Regions from separate parts of the Pan troglodytes genome. Here regions 2, 3 and 4 are each linked to region 1. A link is a contact called in public HiChIP or PLAC-seq data. All regions are on one chromosome and are shown on one strand. The core of a region is the stretch at or near the end of the contact, and the rest is flanking DNA. Distances in the headings are between cores, read along the strand shown. Region 1 holds the start of FNBP1L (formin binding protein 1 like). Region 2 holds the start of LOC129137262. Region 3 holds the start of DNTTIP2 (deoxynucleotidyltransferase terminal interacting protein 2). Region 4 holds the start of MTF2 (metal response element binding transcription factor 2).

The links. HiChIP or PLAC-seq counts read pairs in DNA pulled down with a chosen protein or histone mark.
Region 2: an H3K4me3 HiChIP or PLAC-seq map of stem cell-derived excitatory neurons shows a contact between it and region 1, with 5 times the contacts expected there. The contact joins the promoter of LOC129137262 here to the promoter of FNBP1L in region 1. A contact is called at or near these places in 2 of 7 Hi-C or Micro-C datasets (induced pluripotent stem cells and stem cell-derived neural progenitor cells) and 1 of 1 datasets of contacts at active chromatin or transcription factors (stem cell-derived excitatory neurons).
Region 3: an H3K4me3 HiChIP or PLAC-seq map of stem cell-derived excitatory neurons shows a contact between it and region 1, with 4 times the contacts expected there. The contact joins the promoter of DNTTIP2 here to the promoter of FNBP1L in region 1. A contact is called at or near these places in 1 of 7 Hi-C or Micro-C datasets (stem cell-derived neural progenitor cells) and 1 of 1 datasets of contacts at active chromatin or transcription factors (stem cell-derived excitatory neurons).
Region 4: a contact with region 1 is called in an H3K4me3 HiChIP or PLAC-seq map of stem cell-derived excitatory neurons, with 2.8 times the contacts expected there. The contact joins the promoter of MTF2 here to the promoter of FNBP1L in region 1. A contact is called at or near these places in 1 of 7 Hi-C or Micro-C datasets (stem cell-derived neural progenitor cells) and 1 of 1 datasets of contacts at active chromatin or transcription factors (stem cell-derived excitatory neurons).

Annotation. Positions count from the first base shown.
Region 1 is chr1:137,722,866-137,729,320 of NHGRI_mPanTro3-v2.0_pri, reverse strand. FNBP1L (formin binding protein 1 like) reads left to right here and starts at 2,626. Exons shown (of 17, transcript XM_524770.8): 1 at 2,626-2,896. The coding sequence starts at 2,873.
Region 2 is chr1:137,334,271-137,340,820 of NHGRI_mPanTro3-v2.0_pri, reverse strand. It overlaps LOC129137262, which reads left to right and starts at 4,638. Exons shown (of 2, transcript XM_063799535.1): 1 at 4,638-5,580; 2 at 6,120-6,550. The coding sequence starts at 5,042. The coding sequence ends at 6,153. It overlaps BCAR3 (BCAR3 adaptor protein, NSP family member), which reads right to left and starts at 6,126. Exons shown (of 14, transcript XM_054667967.2): 1 at 5,747-6,126; 2 at 3,933-4,078. MIR760 (microRNA mir-760) reads left to right here and starts at 5,195; the gene lies at 5,195-5,273. It overlaps TRNAR-UCU (transfer RNA arginine (anticodon UCU)), which reads left to right and starts at 5,929; the gene lies at 5,929-6,013.
Region 3 is chr1:137,297,411-137,304,090 of NHGRI_mPanTro3-v2.0_pri, reverse strand. DNTTIP2 (deoxynucleotidyltransferase terminal interacting protein 2) reads right to left here and starts at 3,646. Exons shown (of 7, transcript NM_001280405.1): 1 at 3,519-3,646; 2 at 710-2,304. The coding sequence starts at 3,590.
Region 4 is chr1:138,091,208-138,097,993 of NHGRI_mPanTro3-v2.0_pri, reverse strand. It overlaps MTF2 (metal response element binding transcription factor 2), which reads left to right and starts at 2,925. Exons shown (of 15, transcript XM_513565.8): 1 at 2,925-3,356. The coding sequence starts at 3,352.

The sequences.
Region 1 (6,455 bases), core at 1,377-3,876:
GCCTGTGGTCCTAGCCACTCAGGAGGCTGAGGTGGGAGGATCACTTGAGTCTGGGAGGTCAAGGCTGCAGTGAGCTATGATGGTGCCACTGCACTCCAGCCACTCCTAACGTCTCCAGGACATTAGGAGACCTTGTCTCAAAACAAAAACAAATAAGAAAACCCTTGATGCCCCCAAATCTAGCTTTTTGAAGAGAAATGAATTGTTTTAATTGTGGAATCCTGCTTCAGAACCTTGGAAGAAGAAAAAATCTTCAAGTAGGAGGTGAGCTTTATGTTCATTTGGGAAATTACATAAACAGCACGGTTGAAAATTTTAATGTGAACAGTAGATTATTTTACTTTAAAGGGAAATCCTCGCTGGGCGTGGTGGCTCACGGCCTGTAATCCCAAAACTTTGGGAGGCTGAGGGGGTTGGATCTCTTGAGCCCAGGGGTTCAAGACCAGCCTGGGCACCAATGGCAAAACCCCATCTTTACAAAAAAATCCAAAAAATTCGCCAGGTGTGGTGGTAAAGATGGGGTTTTGCCATTGGTGCTGGGATTTATCTTTTTTATCCCAGCTACTTGGGAGGCTAAGGCAGGTGAATTGCTTGAGCTGGAAAGGTGAAGGTTGCAGTGAGCCCAGATGGCACTACTGCACTGCTGGGCAACAAAGCAAGACTCTGTTTCAGAAAAAAAAAAAAAAAAAAGATAAATCCTTTAACTTGGGTTTAAATTATATTCTATAGGTCTTAGCTTTTATGACAATACTTAGATATAATAAATCTTGGTATTGCTGTGGTGCTAAATAATGACACTCATTTAATAAATCCATTTCCCAACTGGGCGCAGTGGCTCACGCCTATAATCCCAGCACTTTGAGAGGCTGAGGGGGGCAGATCACTTGAGATCAGGAGTTCGAGACCAGACCGGCCAACATGGTGAAAACCTGTCTCCACTAAAAACACAAAATTTAGCTGGGCGTGGTGGCAGGCGCCTGTAATCCTAGCTACTCGGGAGGTTGAGGCAGGAGAATTGCTTGAACCTGGGGGGTGGAGGTTGCAGTGAGCCGAGATTGCGCCACTGCACTCCAGGCTGGGTGACAGAGTGAAACGCCGTCTCAAAAAAAAAAAAAAAAAAAAAATCCATTTCGCCTTACTAATTAATGTTACTTGCAATTGCAAAATACATTCATGATTCTAGGGAGTGATAGGAAGTGATAGGAGAGGCGGTTAACAGTGTTAGGTGACATAAATAAACGAAGAAATTATTTTGGAATAGAGGCAATGTAGAAAAATGTTAGAAAGTGTTGTTCAATCCTTCACAGGCTTTTCACTGCATGGTACAAACTTAAGCATTTAAAAATGGGCTATAACCCACTTGGAAGAGGGCATTTGTATGCTTAAAGTGGCCTCAGAAAAGGACAGCAGAGAATTTAGGAAGATTAGCAACTGGACTGTCAGGCGAACTCAGGCTGTTGGCCTCAACTCCAAGAGGGAGCGCAGCTAGGCAAAAGAATACGGATTAAGCGGAAGAGGTTGGAACACCTGTCCAGGCCAGGTAGGGGAGGAGTTTCAATGCTGACAAAGAACCCGTTGGGAGAGCTTCCTAAAACACCCAGCTGTCATGACGCACTGAGGAGTACTCTACTAGTTGACTGCTTTGAAGTGTGTGTGTGTGCGCTTGCTTGCTTTAGGAGACAAGCTATTAATACTAAAGCATATGTTAGGGAGTTGCTCAGCGTACTTGATATCTAGTAGCACCAGCCAAACTAGCTAACAGCCTTTCCATGGAGATAGGCCAGGAAGTAGCTCCATAGAGAAAAAAGGAAGTAGTGGACCTGCCTCCAAGGTTCCGATACTGGGAGGTGAAAGAGATCTGAAGTTCCGAATAAGCTGTTTACACTACCAGAGAAAAATCTGGCTCCCATCCAACCCTCACCCACGAGGTGCCCATTCCAGACATGGGGCAAGCTGCCTTCTCATCTTCCGCAGGTGACAGCTCGGCTCACATTTGTCCACGTCTTCCATCTCGTGTGCTGGCAACATACCTAAATGATTACTGGAAGAGCTGCCTCTTTTTATAATTTCCTGACAGAATTTATAAAATTAAAATATTTAATTAAAGACAGAATCGGGGACATGTTGCCTTCACGTTTGCTGTTCAACCTGTGCACATTTTGGTGGTTCCCAAGAATCGTCATGCCAAAGCATCAGGCTTGAAAGGAGAGATCACCTTAAGCATCAAGATTTAAAAAAATAAAACACAACTCTCCTCAGTGTAAACTCTAGGATTTGGATGACGCTTCCCTATCAAGGTTTCTCCCGAGTGGAGGAGACAAGAGGCAGGAAAGGCAGGTAACTAAAATTGCCTCATGTAAAGGGGCTCAGCGCAGAGGAGGAATGAGATAATAGCGGCGGTGGGGGTCTTTTCCCTTCTCTCCCTTTCTATCTTGGAAACAGGGGTCCGAGTGGCAGCGGAGTGGGGGCAGTCCAAGCTCCGGGGTACCTGCAGGAGGAGACTCGACCAGCGAGAGGGGCCAGCGAGGGTGACCAGGTGCCCGCTTGGGGACCCCGCCGGCGGCGGCCAGGCTAGCCCAGGTCCTCCCCGATCCCAGGATGCACTGCGCCCCGCCCCCTCCCCGCGCCGCGTTCCGCCTCCCCTCGGCCCCGGCCCCCTCCCGCCCAGCGCGGGGAGGCGGGGACGCGGCGGCGGCGGAGGCTTCTCCAGTCGCGTCTTTCTCACTCACTGGGGAGCCCGGCGGTGGCGGCACCTTTCGAGGTAGACCCGCTGAGCTGCTAGCCCGCCGGCCAGCGAGTGAGAGGTCGGACAGACTGTGGAGCCGACAGACTGACGGACAGCGGCACCGCCAGACGGCCAGAAAGTTCCGCCATGAGCTGGGGCACGGAGCTGTGGGTGAGTGGGGGAGAGGGGCGCCCCGCACGGACCCCGGCCCCTGAGAAGCGCGGGTTGGGCGGGCGCCGCGGACCCTCGGCGGTGAAAGCGCGCACCGCCGTCCTCGGTCCGGCGCTGGCGGAGGGTGAGGGTCCCGCTCGTCTTTGTGTGCAGACTCCTCTTCCCTTCTCGGCCGGGGGTCTAGGGGGCCGCTAGTCCGTGCTCCCGCCTTTGCCGCCGTGGTGCGGCTCGGGCGGCGCCCGGGACGGCCGGGGGAGCAGCCCGCGGGCTCCTGCGTGCGCCGTGATCCCCTCTTGTTCCTTCTCCCTCCTCCACCTTCACTTTTCCCGACGCCTGGCTTCGCGCCCGGCGGCTCCTCTCTTCCTTTGTATCTCTCCTCCCGGAGGCGGGGGAGGGGGCCCATTGTCCCCAAGGGGCGCTGTTCGAGGGCGGGGAGGGGACCGGCCGCGATTCCTCGCCCGGGCCAGGTCCGCGGGGCTAGGGCGTCGCCCGTCTGGGGCGGCGCCGCCCAGAGCCCTCGCCCCAGGTATGGGGACCCAGGCGGCTTTGTTCGGAGCCCGGCCTCGGGCCAGCCAGGCCCAGCCCACACGCCCATTTCCCTCTCCCTGCCTCAGTGCTTCGGGCGGGCACAGCTTCGAGGGACTCCGGTTTGGCCACCCCCGGCTGCAGCCTTTGGGCTGGTGGGTTGGTTTTGGGGGCTGAATTAAATCGAGTGATCGATGAGGAAGCTAATTTTACCAAAAGGAGCCTACGGTTTCCCTGTTGCTTTACTTCCCTTTCCGTTCTTTATTCTCACTTGTTCTTTCTCCTTCGTTCTCTCCTTTCCTTTCCTCCTTGCCTTTCTTTGGCACAGGAGGCTCCAGACAATGCCCAGTGTCTGGCCAAGGTACGGGCGGAGGGTAATAGGTCGGAGAATTTGCTCCTGGCGCCGGCGCGGAAGGGTCGAGGTGTGGAGGGCAGTGATTTCTCAGGTGCGGAGGGCAGTGATTTCTCAGGTGCGGCCGGGGGAACTGGGGGCGTGGGGGCGCTGTCCCGAGAGCCGCCTGGCCTCAGCCACTCCCCTTTTTATTCCACCTGTGCCTGTTTTCCGTGCCTTTTGTTCGCGAGGATCTCGTGAAATCACTGCAGAGAAAGGGGAGAAATAACTTTTGAGTATGTGTGTGCCCAGCTAGGGTGGGAGTGAAAGCCAATGGGTTAATTGAAAGGCAAAATGTTTTCTTATTTTTCACGTCTACTCATAGATTGGGAATCTTAGAACTGTGAGACTTTAGAGTCCATCTAGTGAATGCTTTACTTAGCCAGCCAGGAATCTCTTGTGCAACATTCTGTACAAGTGCTTACCCAGTCTGTAAACACACCACCCAAGAGAAAATACCTTAGGAGCCCCTTCATTCCGTTTCTTAGATAGCATTAATTGTTCTTATATTGGGGAGGATTGCATGGTAAATGAATTACGTAAAGTTTAATTCTTTTACATTGGTTAGTTTCTCAGGCATTATTGGCCTTTTTCCCTTACACTTTGTGCATTCTATAATTGATTATAGTGAATTATCAATGAAAGGAAATGGGTATAGTTTTATTTTCAATTTTTAAATTTTTTAATTTTTTCATGCCTACCAGAGTGCATTCATTCGTTTTTATAATTACAAAATATTTTAACTTTTGCCTACTTAAATGACTTGTGCTTCAAAGGAAACTAAAATGTAAGTAGAATACTTTTAAAAAGTAAACATAGGAAAACAGTGGAGGTATGTTATTTAGATTTAACTCTTAAGATTTTTAAAAAATTCACTTTGTATCACACTAAAGAATAACAGTTTTAAGGAAAAACATTTTAGTGAATAATAAAATGTGATTTTAAAAGTTTTTTTTTTAAACTTATGGTACTACGTAAGGAAACGATTCCATTCCTCTACTGTCTCCTGTAATTTGGTTACTTTCAGCATTTAAAGAGTTTCTCAGCAATCTGAAAAGATAAACTGTAGAAGAGATGGGAATTTTTGTTCTAACTAAAATTTGCTTTGTGTCCTTTGGAAATTCTGAAAAAAGATTTTTAATTTTTCTCAACATTTAATACATCTCCATATTTTAAGATTTTTAGTTTGAGGATTTGAGGGAAACATTTATTAGAAACTAAGTAATGTAGAGTGAACTAATATCAACTTGGTGTCTGAAACTTAGATAAGCAGAACTTGGTGTAGAGGACTATTGTTGGGACTAGAAGAAATCTTAGAAAAATTTGAGTATGCTTCCTCTTTTTACCGTTCTCAGTTTTGAAAAAGGATTGTACTTCTAATGGATTGTAATGTAATACAAACACCTGTACTGTGCTCTTGCCATTGAGGAATTTGAGGTTGGGAAATTCTCTCGAAATTTTGGATTTAGAAACCAGTTCTCCTATTATTTCATATTTAGAATCACATTACTGTCCCAAAGAGTTAATTATTGAGAATATGTTGTTACAGAAAAATGACATGTAGCCATGCACTTAAACCTGAGTCTGTTTCTTGTAACAATCATTGGAATTTTTATTGCTATTTTAATGCTTCTTAAGTCTTATGTTAAATTTGAGAAAAAAAGGAATTTAATAGAACGGCTCTAATACTGACTTTGGGGGACTTTTATAGTGATATGCTGAGTGGATCGTGTCAGACTTTGGTTGCGTAATTGTTAGGGGATATGAATTAACTTGTAATAAATTTGAGCTGTGCTTACAGGGATTTCTAGTGTTCCAAATGAGTAAATAAGTTAGTGAATATATACTACAGTCACAGTTTTGCATTGTATTCTGGGTAATACCAAAGAAAGAGATGATACTGTCTTCACTTCTTCAGGATGCGTGGTAACATCTTAGGCATTGCTTATTGTGTTCATTTCTTTATTACATAGCAAGAATGGATGGATCAGATAGCCAAATATGAATTAATAATTTCACAAAGCACAGATTTTGAAATTACTAGCTTTTTTTTTTTTTTTTTTTTAACAGATAGGGACATTAGAGATTGGAAAAGACCTATGTTTAGTAAATAAGTTTTACTTATTAAGAAATAGGTTTTTAGTTTTTGAGGACCTAGTTAAAGTTCGACAGAAAAAAATCTGTGTATGGGTTGTGAATGTGTGTATAAATATGAAAAAAATATATGGCTGAGCACCTCACATTCATATGATTTACTGAAAAATTTGCTACCCAAGGAAAATGCTGGACAAGTCTGGTAGTTAGAAGATGGATTCAAATATCTGATTTAATTTATAAGTGCATATAAATCTTTTTTATGCCTTAATTTCCTGGTCGATATAATCTTTGGCCCTTAGTTTAAGAATGTGTAATTTAAAAGCCATTGTTATTTTCATCATATTATTTATATTATTATTATTTTTGAGATGGAGTCTCTTCTGTTGCCTAGCCTGGAGTGCAGTGGTGCGATCTCGGGTCACTGCAACCTCAGCCTCCCTGGTTCAAGCCATTCTCCCACCTCAGCCCCCCGAGTAGCTGGGATTTCAGGTGCACACCACCATGCCCAACTAATTTTTGTATTTTTAGTCGAAACAGGTTTTCACC
Region 2 (6,550 bases), core at 3,389-5,888, 390 kb after region 1:
GACTAGACCTCTTCTCTGAATACCACTCTACCAGTCTAAGTCTTTCAATCAGCCTCCCAAGCCTTCCCCTTTCGGGACCAGATCATGTTCCCTTTATCCTTAGCTGTGTTTCTTGTCCTCTTCTGAACAGGCTGATGGCACAGAACCATGCCTGACTTTGTCACCAGTACTCTGAACCCCAGTGACCTTCTTTACCAGCACCTGCTGCAACCAAGATCAAGTTTTTGGCACCCTTTTAAACACTGTGCACTGAACTGCTCAGCCTCCATTATTTTCCCAGCCTTGTCCTATCTTCTTCCTCATAACCCCTGAGTCTGGTTTCTACCCCTGCGCCCTAGCCACAGCATTCCTTGTACGCAAGTCAGTCCTAGGTTAGATAGCCCATTTCAAATGCAGCCTCCCTGTGTAATTCCCTCTCACAATGTAATCTCTCTCTTCCCTGAAGTCCCGTATCACCACACCTGCACCTCACTTAAAGACCTTTTTACTTTACATCACAGCTGTTTGTGTACCTGTCATCCTTTTTTTTTTTTTCCCCAGAGATGGAGTCTCGCTCTGTTGCCCAGGCTGGAGTGCAAATACTGTGATCTTGGCTCACTGCAACCTCTGCCTCCCAGGTTCAAGTGGTCCTCCTGTCTCAGCCTCCCGAGTAGCTGGGATTACAGGCATGTGCCACCACACCTGGGTAATTTTTATATTTGTAGTAGAGACAGGGTTTCACCATGTTGGCCAGGCTGGTCTCGACCTCCTGAGCTCAGGCAATCCACCCGCCTCAGCCTCCCCAAGTGCTAGGATTACAGCCATGAGCTACCTACCATGCCTGGCCTATCATCCTTTCTATAAGGCTTGTAAGCCAAGCACATGTGTTTTTCATCTCTGTATGCCCCAAGGTCACTACTGGACCCTCAGACGGTTTTCTGAAAAGATGAAGAAATCAGACAAATTAAATAGGATGCAGTAGTCTCCCTGACCCTCTGGCCCCACTCCATTCTGCCTGCACATCCCCTCCTATAGTAATCACTCTAAACACAGCTTTTCTCATGCCAAATGCTTTCCCATTGCCACATTCCTTATCTTGAATCAAGTCTGCCCCTACCCCTTTTGCCGTATCTGGCCTGGATCCTACCTTCCCAACCTCGTCTGTTGACACATCTTCCATCACCCCAAACTGTACTTCCATAAGGACCCATCCAACCCTCATTTTTGTCTTGATGTTATGTTTTTCTTCATCCTGGAAAATTTTCTTTTCCTTCCCCTGTTCCTGCCTGGCCACCTAATGTGGTTTGGCTATTGGCCTGGCTCAGTAATCACACTCAGCACTGAGATATTTTAGGATGAAAAAGCCCTTCATTTCAATGTTGTGAGTAGATTTTAGGATGAAAAAGGCCTTCATTTCAACGTTGTGAGTAGATTTTTCTAGCAAGAAATGAGTCTTCTTAAGTCCTTAAGGGTGGATGGTACCCTTGTCTTGGGAAACCATGTGGTGGGTGGGACAAATGAAAATAAAAATATGCCTAAGGTTCTTGAACTAAGAACTGTGAGGAATTGAAGCTGAAGGTAGATGTCTTCAGTCTGAGAAGCTAAGTGTTCTGTTCGGTAACAGAAATGAAATGTACAGCTGAGTAGGAGTGGGGTAGGGAGCTGCAGAATGTCCCTCCGGTTGCAACAAATTTAGCTGATGCTGTATCTATACTGTCCTTTGTTTCTGCAGGATGTGGGATTTCTTTATTAAGAGCTACTTACTAATATAATAGCAAATATTTGTTACACATTTACCATGTGCCAGAACTGAGACAAGTCCTTGAGAGGATTAACTCTTGCAATTCTCATAACAATTTTATAATTTTTCAGGCAGAGAAGTTAAGGATCATGTCCTGCAAATAAAGGCTGAACCAAGATTTGAATGACAGGGTCCTGACTCCACAGGCTGTACTCTTAACTGCTACTACCACAGTTTTTGTTTGTTTGTTTTTTAAATCTCACCCTTTAAAAATTCCTTTTTAGGTATGTTTTATTAGTAGTATAATAGAGCATCCTTGTTCCTTGGGGGTCCAAACTGAAAAATTTTTACCGGTAGGAATGCCCAGTCACATTATGACACTTTTTCACATGCTACCTTGCTTCATCTGCTTATTGCTTCATATTCATAAATCGTATTTCTCCTAGGAAATTTGGAGTGTCCTTGAAGGTAGGAATTATGTCTTAAACTTTCACTTGGTTCCCACAGTAGGCCTAACTGTATTGTCCCTACTCATTGAATTGAATAAAACTAGTACTCCAGCAACCTTATACCTCTGGAGTAAAGCAAAGCTAGTGCAAATATATACAGTAGAAGTATAGTCCATTTCCAGAGCTTCTGGGAAGGCCAAAATCACTAACCACACAGTAACTTAAAAATAATCCTGCTGGCCAGGCACGGTAGCTCACGCCTCACTTTGGGAGGCCGAAGCAGGCAGGTCACAAGGTCAGGAGTTCAAGACCTGCCTGGACAACATGGTGAAACCCCATCTCCACTAAAAATACAAAAATTAGCCGGGTGTGGTGGCACGTGCCTGTAATCCCAGCTACTTAGGAGGCTGAGGCAGGAGAATCGCTTCAACTCGGGAAATGGAGGTTGCAGTGAGCCGAGATCATGCCATTGCACTCCAGCCTGGGTGACAGAGTGAGACTCTGTCTCAAAATAAAAATAAAAATAAAACACCAACATGAAACCGTATTTAATTTAGGGCTTTGCTGTCCAGCGAACTCAAACTGCAGATGTGCTGCAATCAGCCTAATTGAAAGTGGTTATAACCCATGCTTTGACTCCCTCTGTTGGCAGGAAGAGGTTGCTTTCTCACTTGCGGGAATTCTTAGCTCAGGTTGTATAATGGCTGTTTACTACAGATACAGCCTGAGAAAATTCAGCCAGATTAGAAAAGGGGAAGACAAAACCCACTGAATCTTTCTCCCCAGATGGCAACTAAATACTCTTTTCATTTTTCTTACATGCTAACATTGCTACCTATAAACTGCTTAGTTAATTGTTCAGAGAACCACCACACACCTGACCTTGTTTGGCTGTGACTTTCTTCTTCTTTTTTTTTTTTTTTTTTGGAGATGGGGTCTCATTCTGTCGCCCAGGCTGGAGTGCAGTGGCGCGATCATAGCTCACTGTAACCTCAAGCTCCTGGCCTCAAGTGATCCTCCCGCCTCAGCCTCCAGAAGTGCTGGAATTACAGGCGTGAGTCACTGCACCTGGCCCCAGTCTTCTAATTGCAGGGTATAAGAAGTACAACCTTGATAGCTCACAGAAGGCTGCACAGGGAAAGCCTGGCTTTCCCACACTGTCTGCTAACACTGTATCTCTAATATTTTCCATGATACAGGAATTTTTTTGGCTTCATCTAGTGGAATAAAATATCTAAAATTATTCGTTTGAATCATTAAGTGGAATCAAACACATATACATCTTTCCTTAGCACATTGTTTCTTTCCCAATTCCCCCTTTCCAGAATTTTTATATACGCATCTCAACTGTCACTTAATCACGTCAATGACTCCTCATCATTTGAGATTTGGCTCCAATACCCCAGGCAGAATTCCTCTGTATGGTTTTCCCACAGGCATACAGAGCATCTCTTCTCCCATTCGGCTGTGAGCAACTCCTAAGACCAGTGGAGACCCTGAGATGCCACCAGTGCCTGGCATATTTCAGAATTCAAAAAAGATTTGTTTAAATAAATACAATTTAAAACCATATTCCATTTTAAAGGCTAATTTTATCCATATGAGAATTCTCCCTGCATGCAATGTGAAGACATTTATTTCATTAAAGGGGCATAACAATTTTATATATATATATATATATATATATCATGTTGTCAAGAAACTTTGTTTACATTAGAGTATAATTAAATAGGCCTGGCACCAATCAGGGCTCTGCCACTTACTGTTTGGAGAAGCGATTCACAATTCGCATCCTTGCACGTTCTTCCTAGATGTGCCAAGAATGCAAGACCCTGATCACGCTTTACTTGGGCCATTTCTCAGCGTTGTGTTTGCAGCGAGCAATCTTGAGGGATGAGGTAATGTCTCCCTATGGAACAAAGAGCAGGCTTGCTTACTGCTCACTATAACATGGTGGGTTCCCCAAGCTCAGCATTCCTCTTCTGTAATGCAACCCATCTTGTGTGTAAGCATGCATCTGGGCCTGTGTGCTTCGTTCCTGTGAGAACTGGGGTCCAGGGAGCCAACTCAAAAACGGTGATACTCTGGCTATTGCTTTTGTTGTAATAGTCTTTTATCTCTGACTCAGAAGTCTGGTGTGTTCTGTCAGCATTCATGAAACCGTGAAAGCTAACGTGTTAGTTTGCAAACATAACAAAATATGATTCATCACAGTTCTCCACGCTCACTAGCTGGGCGTCCCTACACGAGTTTTTTAACCTCTCTTAGCTGCAGTTTCCCTTCTTTATATTATAAAGGGGACGGTGGTGTGTATGTACCCGCTCCATAGCTTCGTCTTGGGGTTAAGACTGTAAAATCCCTACCACACTGGACTCTTCCCAGGACTTCCCTTTCCCTCTTTGAACTCTGCCAGAGACTATTCTGCATTTGAGGCCTGGCGATGCTGGGCAGGGGCGGGTATGGGTGAAGCACAGGGTGGGCCGCGGCTGGCGGGTTTGGTGCAGAAACGGGCTGTGGCCAAGCCGAGAAAGCGCGCCCAGCGGCCGCCCTGCGAATCCTCCGTAGGCGGGGCCGGGACTGCTGTGAGCTAATAGGAACGGGGGCCGGGCGTTCGGTCTCGCCGCTGCAGTCGCAGAGCAACCACGCGGCTTTGACCGTCTATTTCAAAGGGCTTCGGGGTCTTGCGGATGGGGATCACTGCGGGCACTGGAAACCTGCCGGCCCCCACCCAGCCGCCTCTCAGATTCGTGGCGACCGCACCCTTCTGGGTAGCGGCGCCAGGCCCTCTGCCGTCCCCACCGCTCGCAGCCACCAGGAAACCCCGCGGCCGCGCTCGAGCGCGCGCCCTCCGACCACATGCACCCGCACACGCATGCTCCCAGCGCTCCCACGCGTGCTGACACCCTCCCGGCTTCCGCCCACGCAGTCGCGGGGCCCGGGCGCGCGGGCTCGGGGCAGCTGCGCGGCGTCCTTGGAGGCAGGTGCTGGGGGCAAGACGAGCTCTCGGAGGATGCTGCGGCGCGGGGCGCGTCGCCCCCCTCAGTCCACCAGAGCCCGGATACCTCAGAAATTCGGCTCTGGGTCTGTGGGGAGCGAAATGCAACCCAAACCCCGTTTTTCCGAACCCCGCGCAAATAAACACGCACAAGCACGCACACAGACGTCGCCGCGACCGGCGCTCGCCGCCGCAGGTCCAGGCCGCCGGCCGGCCGGGCCGCGAGGGAAGAGCCCAGGCCCGAGAGGGGTCGCCGCTTACGTCTCGCAGCCCGAGGGGCGGCCGCTCGGCCTCGGCCGCTCACAGGCGCGACGTAAAGGCCCGGCGTCACCGGCCCGGCTTAACGGTGCAACGGCTGGCCTGGGCCTGCAACTCTGGGGTCCCGGCCGGGCTGGAGCGGCCGCCGGAGAGACCTGGTAGGCGGGGCGCTTGGGGCAGGAAGGGAGCCGGGGAGGGAAAAGCGCGACTGTGATTCGTACGGCTGGGCCCGGACCGTGAAGGGGACCGGGTTGCGGCTGCCCTCATACCGACCAGGTGGGACCGTCGGACTGCGGCCGCCCTTGGCTCAACTGGGTCGCCGACCTTGTTGAGGGGCGACCACTGCGGGGAGACCGAGAGCCTGCGGCCGGCGTTTGAGGCGGATGGCAGTGCCCTGAGCGCGGCGGCTGGGTCTCGGTGACACTGACGACGGGAGGGGCGGTCGGAAGAGCGCGCGGCCGTCGCCTCTGGCTTAACACAGCAGATGCGCTGAGACTCCAACAGGTGGCTCCGTGGCGCAATGGATAGCGCATTGGACTTCTAGAGGCTGAAGGCATTCAAAGGTTCCGGGTTCGAGTCCCGGCGGAGTCGTAACGCTTTTTTCCCTCCCCCCTACAATTTATTTTCTGCCTCCATCATGTCTCTTATTTTTTTTTGCTAAACGGTTTAACTTGTCTCTCATTCCCTGCTCTCGCAGTTCACTGCATTCGGTTCTTGCGGTCCTTTCTTAAGCGGCTCGCAGGGTCCCGAGCCCCTCAGCTCCCCGGGCCTCGGTGGCCCAGGGCCCAGCTCAGCCGACTGGGCAGTCGATCTAGGTCCTGAGAAGAGCGGCAGCGGCGGCGGCGTCGGCGGCGGCGGCGAAGGAAAAGCGACACTGAAGCGAAGGCTCGCGGTTTCGGCCTAAAGGAAAGTGCAGGGGAGTCCCGGGTCTCGGGTGACACCCCCACGCCTTGAGCGGGACTATGGTTGCGAGGGAGGGACGAGAAAACACGCCTACGCCCTGCGTGCGCTGTGCTGACTACCTCTCCAGCATGGAGGCTTCCAGATGAGCAGACACCCGAATCCCAGCGGGAGCCCGTCAAAAATGGAGATTTCTGCCGTCACTCTGGGACTCTTAATTCGGTCCGT
Region 3 (6,680 bases), core at 2,397-4,896, 430 kb after region 1:
AAAAAATTTTTTGTAGAGATGGGTTTTTCCCATGTTGCCCAAGCCAGTCTTGAACTCCAGGGCTCAAGTGATCCACCTGCCTCAGCCTTTCAAAATGCTGAAATTACAGGTACGAGTCACTTACTGCTCTTAACAATCACATACAAAAATCTTAACATATGATTTTTTTTTTTTTTTTTTTGAGACAACATCTCCCTCCATTGCCCAGGCTGGAGTGCAGCGGCACAATCATGGCTCACCGCAGCCTCAATGTGCAGGGCTCAAGCAATCCTCCCACCTCAGCTTCCCAAGTAGCTGGGACCACAGGCGCACAGGGCACCACACATGGCTAATTTAAAAAAAATTTTTTGTGTAGAGATAGGGTCTCCCTATATTGCCCAGGCTGATCTCAAACACCTACTTGGGCTCAAGTGATCCTCCTGCCTCAGCCTCACAAAGTGCTGGGATTACAGGCATGAGTCACTGCATCCAACAGATTGATTTCTAATATGTCACCAAAAGGAGCACCTTTAGCTATGATTGGTGGGAAAAATATGACTAAAATAGGTATCCAAAAAGACAAGGGAAATGCTGGATAGAAGAGCCATTCCATGAAGAACCCAAGGCAGTGATTTTCTCATTCCCCAGGCTAACATTTCATATTTTTATGGTAAATTAACCACTTGAAATACATGTATCAAAAACTTATAAAAATAAAGGAAAAACTTACAGTTTAGCCTTTGTGCTATTTAGGAAGTCTTCTTCATCACTAAACTCATCTTCATTTTCATCATGGTCTGATGAATCTTCTTCACTTTTTTCATCCTCTTCCTCTTCTTTTTCTTCCTCAATGGCAACCTCACTTGCCTTGTCTTCCTCTTCCAAGTAAAAATTTTTATCAGCACTCATTCCAGGAGTTGTGTCAATTACAAACAATGCATTGTCACATGACAGACTTCCTGTGTCTCCACTTAATGACTCCCTTTGGCCACTATTTTCAACAAAACATAAAGTATCCTCTTCATTCTCACTGTTTTCAGACTGTTGGCTTTCATCACTGCTGAGAACTAATAAGACAGAATTATCTTTACCCTGAGATGTGTTGGGCGCAGACGTGTATAGTTTGGTATCACATTCAAAATCTACATTCCCTTCACTGTTCATGTCTTCACTGACACTTATAACTGTGGACTCTTCTTCATCATCACTACCACCGCAATCACCAAACTTTGTCAAGTCACTTGCTTTTATGGGGCTCTTTTTGTTGTTATTCCATCTGCCTACTTCCACAGTTGCAAATGTTTGAGTTAATGATTTCATTACAGCCTCAGAGTTCAGATTAGAGTGCACTGATACAGCATTTTTATTTTGGGGGGTTGAATGTCTCTGAGAAACTAACTGTTGAAGGCTAGTGTCCTGAAGTTCAGAAAGATTCTTCAGCTGAGAACTTTTCTCATTAATTTCTTTCCCCTCATCTGTTATTCCATTGGCATCTTCATCCAAATCCTTACAATTCTGTTTTGTTTCTTTAAGAGATTCAACATTGGCCTGTTCGTGCACTGTTAATATATTTTCTGAACTTCTGTGGGAGAAATCATCATCAAAGTCATTATTATAGAAATTTGGCTTATTTATCTCAGAAAGAGATCTTGCTTGTAAATGGGAAGTTTGTCTGGTATCTGAATCCTCTGAATTCACAGGTGTACCCACGATCTGTTTCTCATTTCCTGGTACAATCTTACTATCTTTCTTTTCAGTTTGTGCCTTTAATTTCCTCTGCATACTCCTGGTTCTTCTAGTTGCAATTCCAGAGAATGAAATGTCTGAGCTTGATGTCTCAGCATCAGATATAGCTTCTGTATGAGATTCTTGGCTTGGATCTGTCAGAGATTTAGCCTTACTTCTTCTGGCTCCTGTAGTTTTTTCTGTGGGAAGCACAATTCTAGAAATACCTGAAACATGAGATTCTGCTTCAGACACTATTTCTTCAGTGTGAGACTCCTTTGTTGGAGTTACTTTCGGCTTTTTCCTAACACTGGACACTGGGGAGCATGCAATTAAGATCTGCCTTCTCCTAGTTACCCTTAAAATGGTATCATGGTGCTCAGACACAGAATAATTTGACTCTGCCTCAGAGGTCTCTCCATCCGTAGATGGTTCAGTTCCCTTTGGTAGTGAGCCTGTAGTTCTGCTCTTCCTCTTTCTAGCTTTAGGAGTTCTAGGGATTAAACTTTGCTTCCCAGTGGTCTGTGATTCAGCAGTAGTTCGGGCATCAGATCCAGTACTACTTTCTGGATGTGCTTGAATCCCATTAGCAGCAAAACTCTGCAAACCAGAGAAAACACACTGTAATTTAGGTAGGGCTGGAACAAGGGCAAAACAAATGAAATACTGACCCCAAAAGCTAAAACCCAGTAAACAAGATTACCTTTAAAACAAAAAACAAAAAAACCTGCCCAACTCATGATTTTTAAAAAATCAAAATTTGGCCGGGCGCGGTGGCTCACGGCTGTAATCCCAGCACTCTGGGAGGCCGAGGCAGGTGGATCACGAGGTCAGGAGTTCGAGACAGCTTGGCCAACATAGTGAAACCCCATCTCTACTCAAAGTAAAAAAATTAGCGGGGCGTGTTGGTGCGCACCTGTAATCCCAACTACTCAGGAGCCTGAGGCAGGAGAATTGTTGGAATCCGGGAGGCAGAAGTTGCAGTGAGCCGAGGTTGCGCCACTGCACTCTAGCCTGGGTGACAGAGCAAGACTCCGAATCAAAAACAAACAAACAAAAAAATCAAAATTTAAACACTGGATCCAACCCTGCATTTACTTCACTAGCCTCATCCTTCCTAGATGTAACTTCAGAAGCAGAACAATTAAAATTTTTCTGTTTAAAGTCAAATATAACGGGTAGACCAACATTCTGACCCACCTATAGAAGAGGGGAAAAAGGGAATATTAACTCTGAACACCGATGTGTTTAGGCACACACTGATGGAATCAGTCGCCGCCCTTACCTTTACGTACAGGAAAAAATCGCCGCCGCTCCGTTCCCTGCATCGCTGAGTCAGAATGAGACAGCCGACTAACGCCACTAAGAGTCACCAGGCGACGACACCACAGCCCTCCTCACGCCTTAAGGAGGTGATGCTGGACAGCTGCCAGCCTCCCCACGTGAAAACGAAGCTTTTTTTCCAGCCCCCCTAAATGGGGCTTGTGCTTGGTGGCCGAAATTAACCCTCCTTGGTACCGTGTTAACAGTAAGGTTTAAAAGTTCGAACTGTGCTTCTGCATTAAGGAGTTGAACGACCCAAATAAAGTTATCTAACCTCTCTTCCATACTAAAAATTGCCTTAAGAGACAGTGGTGAGGGCTAAACAGTTTCCGTGACAGGCTTAGCACTGGGCCTGGGAGACCCAAGCGTGCGGCAAGCTCGGGTCCTCTCTGTCGGCAGGTCCTCACCCTTAACCGGACCCTTGCGCCGCCCCGCCTGCCTGAGCGCGGCTCTGCGAAGCGGCGAGAAGTAGGGAAGACTGGATTTCCTACCTTTTGCCCGGAACTTTCAGCCGACGCGGCTTGGATGCTGGCCTTAGCCCGTGCAGATCTGGTAACCACCATCTTTCCGGCTCCCTCGCGACCACCACGACTTCCCTCTTCCCTGGCGCTCCGGAAATGCGTCAGAGAACTGCCTCGAGCGCGTTTTCCGCGCAGATCCGAGAATTCGCGAGAATCTCCGCCCAGCCAGTTCAGGCCAGGGCGGTCAGAGACAAAGGGCCTGGGTTTAAGTGTGCATTTCAGAGCTGTAGAAGGCAAGCCAGATTTTTGCTGGGAAAGACCTTCATCGGGGCAGCGAAGCCCGCAGTGACAGAGGGTCTTAGCGTACCCGTTCACATGAATTGTAAAAACGCACTTACATGCCATTCGTTCTTTCATTTGTTTAGTAGAATCGTTTGAACCCGGGAGGCGTTCTTTCATTTCTACGTTCTAAAGAGCTTAATGTAGCCATTGGTATGTCCAAGGGAGAAGTTTGAGATATTTGTGCTTTTTTAAAAAAGACAATATTTACTCGTGTATTGTGACGCTAAATATAAATAAAATTTAAGGACTTGGTTGGGGTAAAAGGGATATAAGGTGCTCGCAGGAACTCGGAGACGAAGTGGAAAGCTGTATAACGTGAGATGGTGTTTAGGGATTGGGAATAGCAGAAAAGAAAAAAACGTTAAAGAAATTGTAAAGGAGAAGAATAAGGTTTTGTTGTTGTTGTTGTTGTTATTGTTACAGTGAAAGGAAGAGTATGACCAGAATCAAGAGGTTTTTTTGGTTATCTTTTGAGATAAAAGGTAGAGAACTATGTTTGAGGGGATGGGAAGGGGTTGAAAAAATAAGTAAACGCAAATTATTGTTGGAGGTGAGAAAGGATGAATGAGTGCCTCACCAAACCTAGTCTCTACTTCTTTATGACAGAAAACCAATTTTTTAATTTAAAGTCACAGAACACTGTGTCGATGGACACACTGCTTCCCAGCTTAAAATAGCTTATTTTATAGTCTCTCTTGCAGCCAAATGTGGCTATGTGACTACGTTTTAGCCAATTAGGTATAAATTGTGTGCATGTCTTTAGGGATGGCATCTAAAAGAGAGGAGGCCGTCCCTGACTTTTTTTTTTGGAGACGGAGTCTTGCTCTGTCGCCCAGGGTGGAGTGCAATGGCGCAATCTTGGGTCACTGCAACCTCCGCCTCCCGGGTTCAAGCGATTCTGCTGCTTCAGCCTCCTGAGTAGCTGAGATTACAGGTGCCCGCCACCATTCCTGGCTAATTTTTTTTTTTGTATTTTTAGTAGAGACGGGGTTTCACCATGTTGGGCAGGCTGGTCTTGAACTCCTGCCTTCAGGTGATTCACCCGCCTCGGCCTCTCAAAGTGCTGGGATTACAGTGCTGGGATTATAGGCCTAAACGACCTCGCCCAGCCCTCCTGATCTTTTAAAGTGCATTTTACTTCCTGGAAAGTTGGGTTCGCTGGTTTTCAGGCAGCAAGTTTGTGCCATAAGGATGAAGGCATGCTTTAGAGATGGCATAGCAGTGAGATGGAAAAATCAACTTGTGGAGCTGCCCTATGAGCCCTCAAGAGCCGCCTTCTAGATTTTTCACCTGATGGAAACACCTTGTTAAAAGCCACTGTTAATTAGAGATTTTTCTATTTGCAGCCGAGCCTAATGCTAACTGAACTGGATAATAAACAGAGATGTGGGTGTAGTCAGAAAAGAATGCACCTTCCTTTGAGCCAGGAGGAAAGTGTTGATATCTGAAACAGAGAGGAGAATGTGAATGCAAGTATGTTCAAGTGGAGTGAAGAAGAGAAGATTTTGGGTAGATAATAACCTCTGTAAGTAGGTGATACATCTCAGAAGAATGGAAATGGTTTATATCAACATTTGTGGCAAATGTGGTAAGAAGCAAAAATAAATTTTAGTAGGGCCAAGTAGCAGTGAGACTATGTAAGAAGATGAACAGAAGAGAAAGGTTAGATTTGAAGAGCAGACAAATCGTGTAGAAGGAAAGTGAACCAATTGGATGTAGGTTGTGGAGATCAAAGTATCAAAGAACAACAGCATCAATCATAATAGTATTGGCCACTTAATATCTGCTGGATACTAATCTACGTGCTTTACATGTGTTCATTCATTTAATCTCCACATCTTTAATTTGAGCAAATGCATGAAAATAGAAATTAAGATGACAGAGGTAGGTGTAGAAAACTGGAGAGAATATTAGAAAATCATGCAATGTCTAATATTCACTTGCAAGCATGGCCCTTTCAAGTAAAGAAAAAAAAAAAAGAAAGGAGAAAACCAACTCATATACAATCTAAGGTCAAGAAACAAACATAAGATACTAAAATTGTCAGTACATAGTTATAATATGAGAAGATTGAGCTGGTCTATCAACAAATCTACCATAGGCCAAAAAAAAAAAGAAGTGTTTTTACGTGGGCTTACCAGGTTTGCCATATTCTTTGCCTATCTTCTTTATCTGAAGTGGATTTAGGGCAAATACAGTATATTTAATTTTAGGTATATATAGTATATACAATACAGTTGACCCTTGAACAACACGGGTTTGAACTGGGAAGTTCCACTTATGCAGTGATTTTCTTCTGCCTCCACCACCCCTGGACAGAAAGACCAACCCCTCCTCTTCCTCCTCAGCTTACTTAACATGAAGACAAGGATGAAGACCTTTATGATGATCCACTTCCACTTCTCTTCCTTATGATTCTCTTAAAATTTTCTTTTCTCGTTTATTGTAAGAATGCAATATATAATATATACAACATATAAAATATGTATTAATCAACTAGTTATCTGCAAGGCTTCTGGTCAATAGTAGGCTATTAGTAGTTAAGTTTTGGGGTAGTCAAAAGTTATCTGTGGATTTTCAACTGTGCAGGGGGGTCAATGCCCCAACCCCCACATTTTTTAACGGTAACCAGTACTATTACTCAGGCCCAAAAGGAAATTTACCTTAAATAATCTATATTTTACTAATTAAATCCTTAAACTGAAAGGTCAAAGCTCCCTGGAATTTTAGGCATTAACCAAAAGATGAGAGTTTTAGTGCATGAGCCTTCTAAAAATACATACTATTCATGGTCATTCTGCATTGTTACATGTAAAACATTACTATTAAAATTAAGTTTGACCTGTAAGA
Region 4 (6,786 bases), core at 1,676-4,175, 370 kb before region 1:
AAAAGAAATAACTACTGACTGGTACAATGTAGATGAACCTAAAAAATATCATTCTGAGTGAAAGAAGCCAGATGCAAAAGACTACTTATTGTATGAAACCATTTATATGAAATTGTCAGAAAGCAGATAGCAGATTGCCTAGGGCTTGGAAGGAGGGTTGACTGCAAATGCGCATAATGAATTTTTTGGGGGTGATGGAAATGTTTTAAAAGTGGATTGTGGTGATGATTGCACAATTCTAGTCACTGCTTATTGTAGACATTTAGGAACTGAAAGCGACAGACATTCTATCTCAACCCAAGCTTCCACGATTACCATAGCATGGGGGAGGGAGATGTGTCTCTGCTTCTTAAAGATTCTCCTGAGAAGTGATACATGTCACCCATTTTATTGGTCAAAGCAATTAACTTCAGGGGTGCAAGAGAGTGCAAATTTTTTTTTCTTTTTTCTTCGAGACAGAGTCTGCCTCTGTCGCCTAGGCTGGAGTGCAGCGGTGCAATCTTGGCTCACTGCAATCTCGGCCTCCTAGGTTCAAGTGATTCTCTGCCTCAGCCTCCCAAATAGCTGGGATTACATGCATGCACCACCATGCCCGGCTAATTTTTGTATTTTTAGTAGAGACAGAGTTTTGCCATGTTGGCCATGCTAGTCTGGAATTCCTGGCCTCAAGTGATCTGCCCCCCTCAGCCTCCCAAAGTGCTGGGATTACAGGCGTGGCCACCGCGCCCGGCCAGAGAGTGCAATTTTACTATGTGTCTGGAAGAGAGGGGAACCAGAATACTTATGAACGACCCTAAGGATGATCACAGAAATACATACAACAATAAAGGGTACAGTTTACTCTGATCAGAGTTCACTCTATATTTCCGAGGAACCACAACTACAGCAGGTTTTTTTTTTTTTTTTTTTTTTTTTTTTGAGGCAGTCTCACTGTGGCTCAAGTAAGCCTACCACCTCAGCCTCCTGAATAGCTGGGACTACAGGCAGAGGCCCAGCTAATTTTTAAATTTTTTGTAGAGACAGGGTCTCACTATGTGGCCCAGACTGCATACTGGTCTGGAACTCCCCAGCTCAAGTGATCCTTCTACCTTGGCCTTTCAAAGTACTGGGATTACAGGAGTGAGTTGCTGGTGGCTGGCTGACAGGTATTCTTTATACTTGACTGTGACTCCCTGAGTGTCCTTAAATCTCTGAACACTTGGTTTGCTTACACCTTTGTACTCACACGTTTGCACAGAAAAATAACACTTTTTTTTGATAGAGGCATAATTTACTTCTCTAATGTATAAGGGATTAGAATACTTTTGTGTAGCCAAAGAGCCCAAATTATTAGTTTCTGAGGTGGAAATGAATGCGTCTGAAGTATTGAATCACTGAAGATTTTGAAGTTGAGGCTTGGTGACCACTTTACAGAAATGTTGAGGAAAACTTAGACCAAACGTTCTCCAAAACAGATGTTCTCTGATTAGGCTTAGCTGCACAGCAAATATATCTGTTTGTGCAATATCTTTATTAATTTTTGTACTGCATCTACTTTTTAATATTTTATTTATTTATTTACCTTATAATAATATTTATTATTTATTATGCCACGTTCCTGAATGGGAATGCATCTACTTTTTTTTTTTTTTTTTTTTTTGAGATGGAGTTTTTGCTCTTGTTGCCTAGGCTGGAGTGCAATGGCACGATCTTGGCTCACCACAACCTCTGCCTCCTGGGTTCAAGCGATTCTCCTGTTTCAGCCTCCCGAGTAGCTGGGATTACAGGCATGTGCCACCACACCTGGCTAATTTTTGTATTTTTAGTAGAGACGGGGTTTCTCCAAGTTGATCAGGTTGGTCTCGAATTCCCGACCTCAGGTGATCTGCCTGTCTCGGCCTCCCAAAGTGCTGGAATTACAGGCGTGAGCCACCGCGCCCGGCTGCATCTGCTTTTTTTAAGTCAAAATTTTCCTCAGCCAACGTATGAAGGTCACTTAAGACGAATTTATGAGAGACGATGATGAGAATTGAAATAAAGTGAAACCTGAAAGGTGGTAGGTAAGTAGATACAGTGAGGGTACAGTAAGAAGACAGACTTAAAAGATTAGGACTATTATTCAGGAGAAGCAGAGGAGTGGAAGGGTATGACCACAATATTTAAAGTATTGAATGGTATTGGATAAAACGAATATGCTTATTTGCCAAATTCTGAGATCACAGGCTGAGGGAACCCCTTTTGAAGTATGAGCCAAATGAGCTTAGACCACAAGAGGTACTTTTTCAGAGACAGAAAAAATATGGTGTTCACTATCCCTGTGGCATAATATGGGACAAAAATATAAAATGGCTTTAAAAATATTTTGACGAAATTATAAATAAAGATTCCACACGTGGCTACTAAGAGGAGCTGGGTTGTATCTAGGTGTAAGTTAAAGAGACAAGCATACAATCTCACAGCTTGTCACTTGGGACCCCTGTAGGCAGCAGAATCTGGGCAGGCTAAGGGTCTGCACTAATAAACAATTCTGTTTTCTTAAACCATTTTGCAGGGGACTATTCTCAGATTTCATTACAACTAGGAAGGACTGCAAAGCGGGTAAACAGAAAACAACCTTTCATCGTTAGGAAAAAAATCGTCTGAAAGTCTTTCATAAAAGCAGCTCCTGATAAGGAGTTTGGGACTGGACAGTGAATCGCTGAATAAAATTTAATCTCGACATCCTGGGTCTTCTCCCCTCTGAAGGAAATTCTAACAGCAGGCCTTAGGATGAAAGTAGAGGACACGTGCTTCAGTTAAGGTTTTCTCCAGGGAAAAGAAATCGGCCCAGCAAGATGCACAGAGCACCGTCACGACCACGCACACCGAAGGTCGCACACGACCCTTTTCCTGTATAACAGTGCCAGCCTACCGACGATCAGGAGCGCAGCTTTCACTATTGTGTTAGCCCCGGCGGCGGAAGGACTGAGCCTCACTGCAACATTAAAGAGTCCTTCTTTGTTCAGCCCCAGTCGGGGACGCAGGGCGCGGTGTTCCTCCGCGCTCGCCGCGCAGTCCCTGCCCCCCCGCGGCTTTGGAGAGCTGCCATTCGGCACCGGAGTCGCTCCGCGCTCCCAGAATGCACCGGCAGTCCGCGGGAAACCAAAATGGCGAGGGGCTGTATTGAAGTGGGCTGTGTTTGAGGCCGGTGTAAGAACGCTCATTCTACCCCCAACCCTTGTCTCCAAGGACCTCGGTTTGTGCGTGCATATGTGCCGGGTACCCGGTGGGGCGGGTGCCCAGTAAGTGCTCGGACTCGCAGGGGAAGCGCCCACGGGGACGGATTGGTTGTTTTTTCCTGTATGAAGCGGTTGGCACCACTGAAGTGACCGAATGAGGTGAGAGACCTTGGCCTGGGAACCGACTCTTCCGGAGGAGATGGGGGTTGGGGGAAGGAGGAAGAAAGGAAGCAAGTATAAAAGGGAAAGATGGAGGACCAAGGTGGGGGTGGGGGCTCCTGTATGTGGGTGCCTTTGCATTTATGTGTATATTGAAAAGAATGGATGAAGAGGAGTAGTCAGTTGAGTGTTGGGAGAAAATAGGGACTAAAGGAGCGAGGAGGTCGTTGGGGGAGTCTGTTGGAGGAACAAGATGAAACGTTGAGACGGGGAAGCTGTGTTTGGAGGGCAGGAAGGAACCTGGGGGCGGGAGACGGTTGGAGGGGCAGGATGAACCTGGTGACGAGGGGGTGGGGAGCCGAGAGGAGGAGCCGTTGGGAAATGGGGGCTGAGGGAAATGTGGGGAGCAGAGTGGAGGGCTGCCTGGGACCTTAGCAGTGCGCAAAGGGAAGTAGCAGCTTGGAATCGGAGGGTGGAATTGTATGGAATTGGAGTAAAGGGGGTCGAGTGTAAGTGCTGGTAAGGATAAGGGGAACACACTGAAGTGGAGGTTGGAAGCACAACCTGAAAGCTTAAAGGGAAGCGGTGGGAGGGAAAGTGAGATGGGGGAAAGCTAGGTAGCTTATATTTGGAGCTCACCAAAAATATGAGGCCTTTCTTGTGTTTAATTAAACCTAACTCATATAATCTGCGTCTAGGATGTAGATTTGTATTGTATTCATTTTTACAACTGAGGTAATTACGGCTTAAGGAATTTTAACCAATTTGCCAAGATTTCTTAACATATTTCGGTAGTGCCAGAACTCTAACTCTGTGTTTTACAATCTGGTGTCCTTGGTTGCTAGAATTTTTCTTTGGAAGCAATTAGAGGGAACAGATGGATTTATCGGGGTAATCTGACTAACAGCAAGGGTTTGTGAACAATGGGAAAAGGCTTATGGAATGTTACTCTATTCTTTAAAACATTTAACTTTGGTTAAAGATAGAAACCATGTAACACTAACTTAAATGTGAAAACCTAGCTAGGCCTGTGTGTAATACATAGGAAGGCACCATGTGAGGTCAGTACAGAGCTAGAAATATGTAAATAGTACCTGATTTAATTTGACTCCAGAACCTCCAGTAGTAATAGTAGTTACTTTCTCCTTCAGATGGATTCCATGTGACCCTCCTGTATACCTAGCCTACAAGCTGGTTTCAATTTCCATGGTTTCATTCTCTCTTGGGAATTCCTTTTTTTTTTGGTCAGTAAATTTCAAAGATAGTTGTATGTAGAAGTAGTTAATGTGGATAAAATGTAATTAAATTCACAATAACCTTTTTAAGATTTGAAAATGCTTTAAAGGGAGTTGTTTTGACTGATGGCTTTAAGTGCCCTATAGTTTAGTTATAACTTGAGAGGGAATAAAAAATGACTTGTTTTTTCAGATTCCTAAATATAAAAATGTATTTGAATTCACATTTTAAAATTAGTTCACCTGCAGTTTTTTAAAGTGCTAAAAATGTTCTAAATATTTGAATTAAGAACACACCTGCTTCCTGATACTACATTTATAATGTTAGTGGGTATTAACGGAAATGTGTAACTATCAGGATGAAATGCATACACAGTTTTAGAACTAGTTGTACAGAAATCATCTTGTTAAGCCTTTTTTCTAGATGACACAATTATATTTAATAGTTCTTTAAATCATCCCCGTTGCCTCAAAGCTCTGTTAGGAAAGACATTCTGTGTATTTTACTGTGGGTCATTAACTCTTTGATTTCATGGATTATAAATATTCCTTTTTGTGGGATCTTTGAAGGATAATTTGCTTTAATCATTTTTCAGCATAATCTTTACATCTGACTTGAGGAAACTGACAGTATATTGTTAATCTATATTTTAACAGAGAAATTTGCCTCTGAGGAGTTGCCATGACCAACATCTGTAGCTTGATGGTTCTGAAAGTAAAACTTAACTGCTGTTTTAGTTAGTCGACACTTCCATGAACGATCTTTGATGGTTAATATTTTTGTACTTTGTTTTCCCTGTTCTTCAGGAAAATTTGTTTATTGCTGTGAAATCCAGTATAACCATCCTAAATTGGAATGTAAAAGTTTCCCTGTGGATATTTCTTATATGTTAGAGTAGTGCTATCTAGTAGAAATTTCTCCAGTGATGGCAGTGTTCTATATCTGCTGTATCCAGTACAGTAGCCACTAGCCGCATGTGGGTATTGAACTCTAGAAATGTAACTAGTGAGACTAAGAAGTGAATTTATAATTTAATTCATTAAAACTAAAATTTAAATGGCCATATGTAGCAGTGCTACTGTATTGGACAGCACAGTAGTAGGGGTTATTGCATCCATGTATTGAGGAATTGTTACATTCATTAACCATGGAAACCACAGGAATCCAAGGATGAGGAAATGCCTTAGAACTGAGGAAGTTCAGATTCTTTTTGTACATTTAAGATGAAGTATTCATTTTTACCACATACCATGTCTTCTGTCATATTTCTGTTTTCATATAACATTGCAATAGAATAATGAAAGATAGTGACCTCTCTAGTCTTTTTAAAATATAAGATTCTGCTTCTGTGTCAAAAAACAACAAAAAATGGATATTAGGAACGTTTTGTTGTTTAAAAAAATTACTTTGTTTTTACACTTTGGTAGAAAAAACTTAAGGAATATTTCAAACATAATACAAAGTGAGCAGAATAGAATAGTGAGCTTTTATATAACCATTCTTTTTTTTTTTTTTTTCTGTAAAAAGAGACAAGGTCTTGCTCTGTCACCCAGGCTGGAGTGAAGTGGTGCTATCATAACTTGCTGCTGCCTCAGACTCCTGGGCGGAAGTGATCCTCCTGCCTTAGCCTGCCGAGTAGTTAGGACTACAGGTGCACACCACCACACCTGGCTAATTTTTAAATTTTTAATTTTTTTTGTGGAGACGGGATCTTACTGTGTTGCCCAGGCTGGTCATGAACTTTTGGCCTCAAGCAGTCCTCCTGCTGTGGCCTTCTAAAGTGTTGGGATTGAGCCACTGTGCCCAGCCCATTGTTTTTATTATTTTTTAAAGGTTTATTTTTAGGTGAAGTTTACATATATTGAAATGCACAAATCTTAACTGTACAGTTTTTAATAAGTTTTATTGAGATATAATTTATATACTATAGTTATATGTACATAATTCACATGCGTTCTTTGAAGGTGTACAGTTCAGTGATTTTTTTAGTATACTCACAAAGTTGTGCAGCCATCACCATACCTAATTTCAGAATATTTTCATCATCCCAAAAAGAAAAGAAAATCTTAATCCATTAACAGTCAGTCCCCTTCACCTATCCACTATCAGTCTGGCAAGCACTAATCTACCTTCTGTGTCTATAAATTTGCCTGTTCTGGACATTTCATGTAAATGGAGTAGTACAATATGTGGC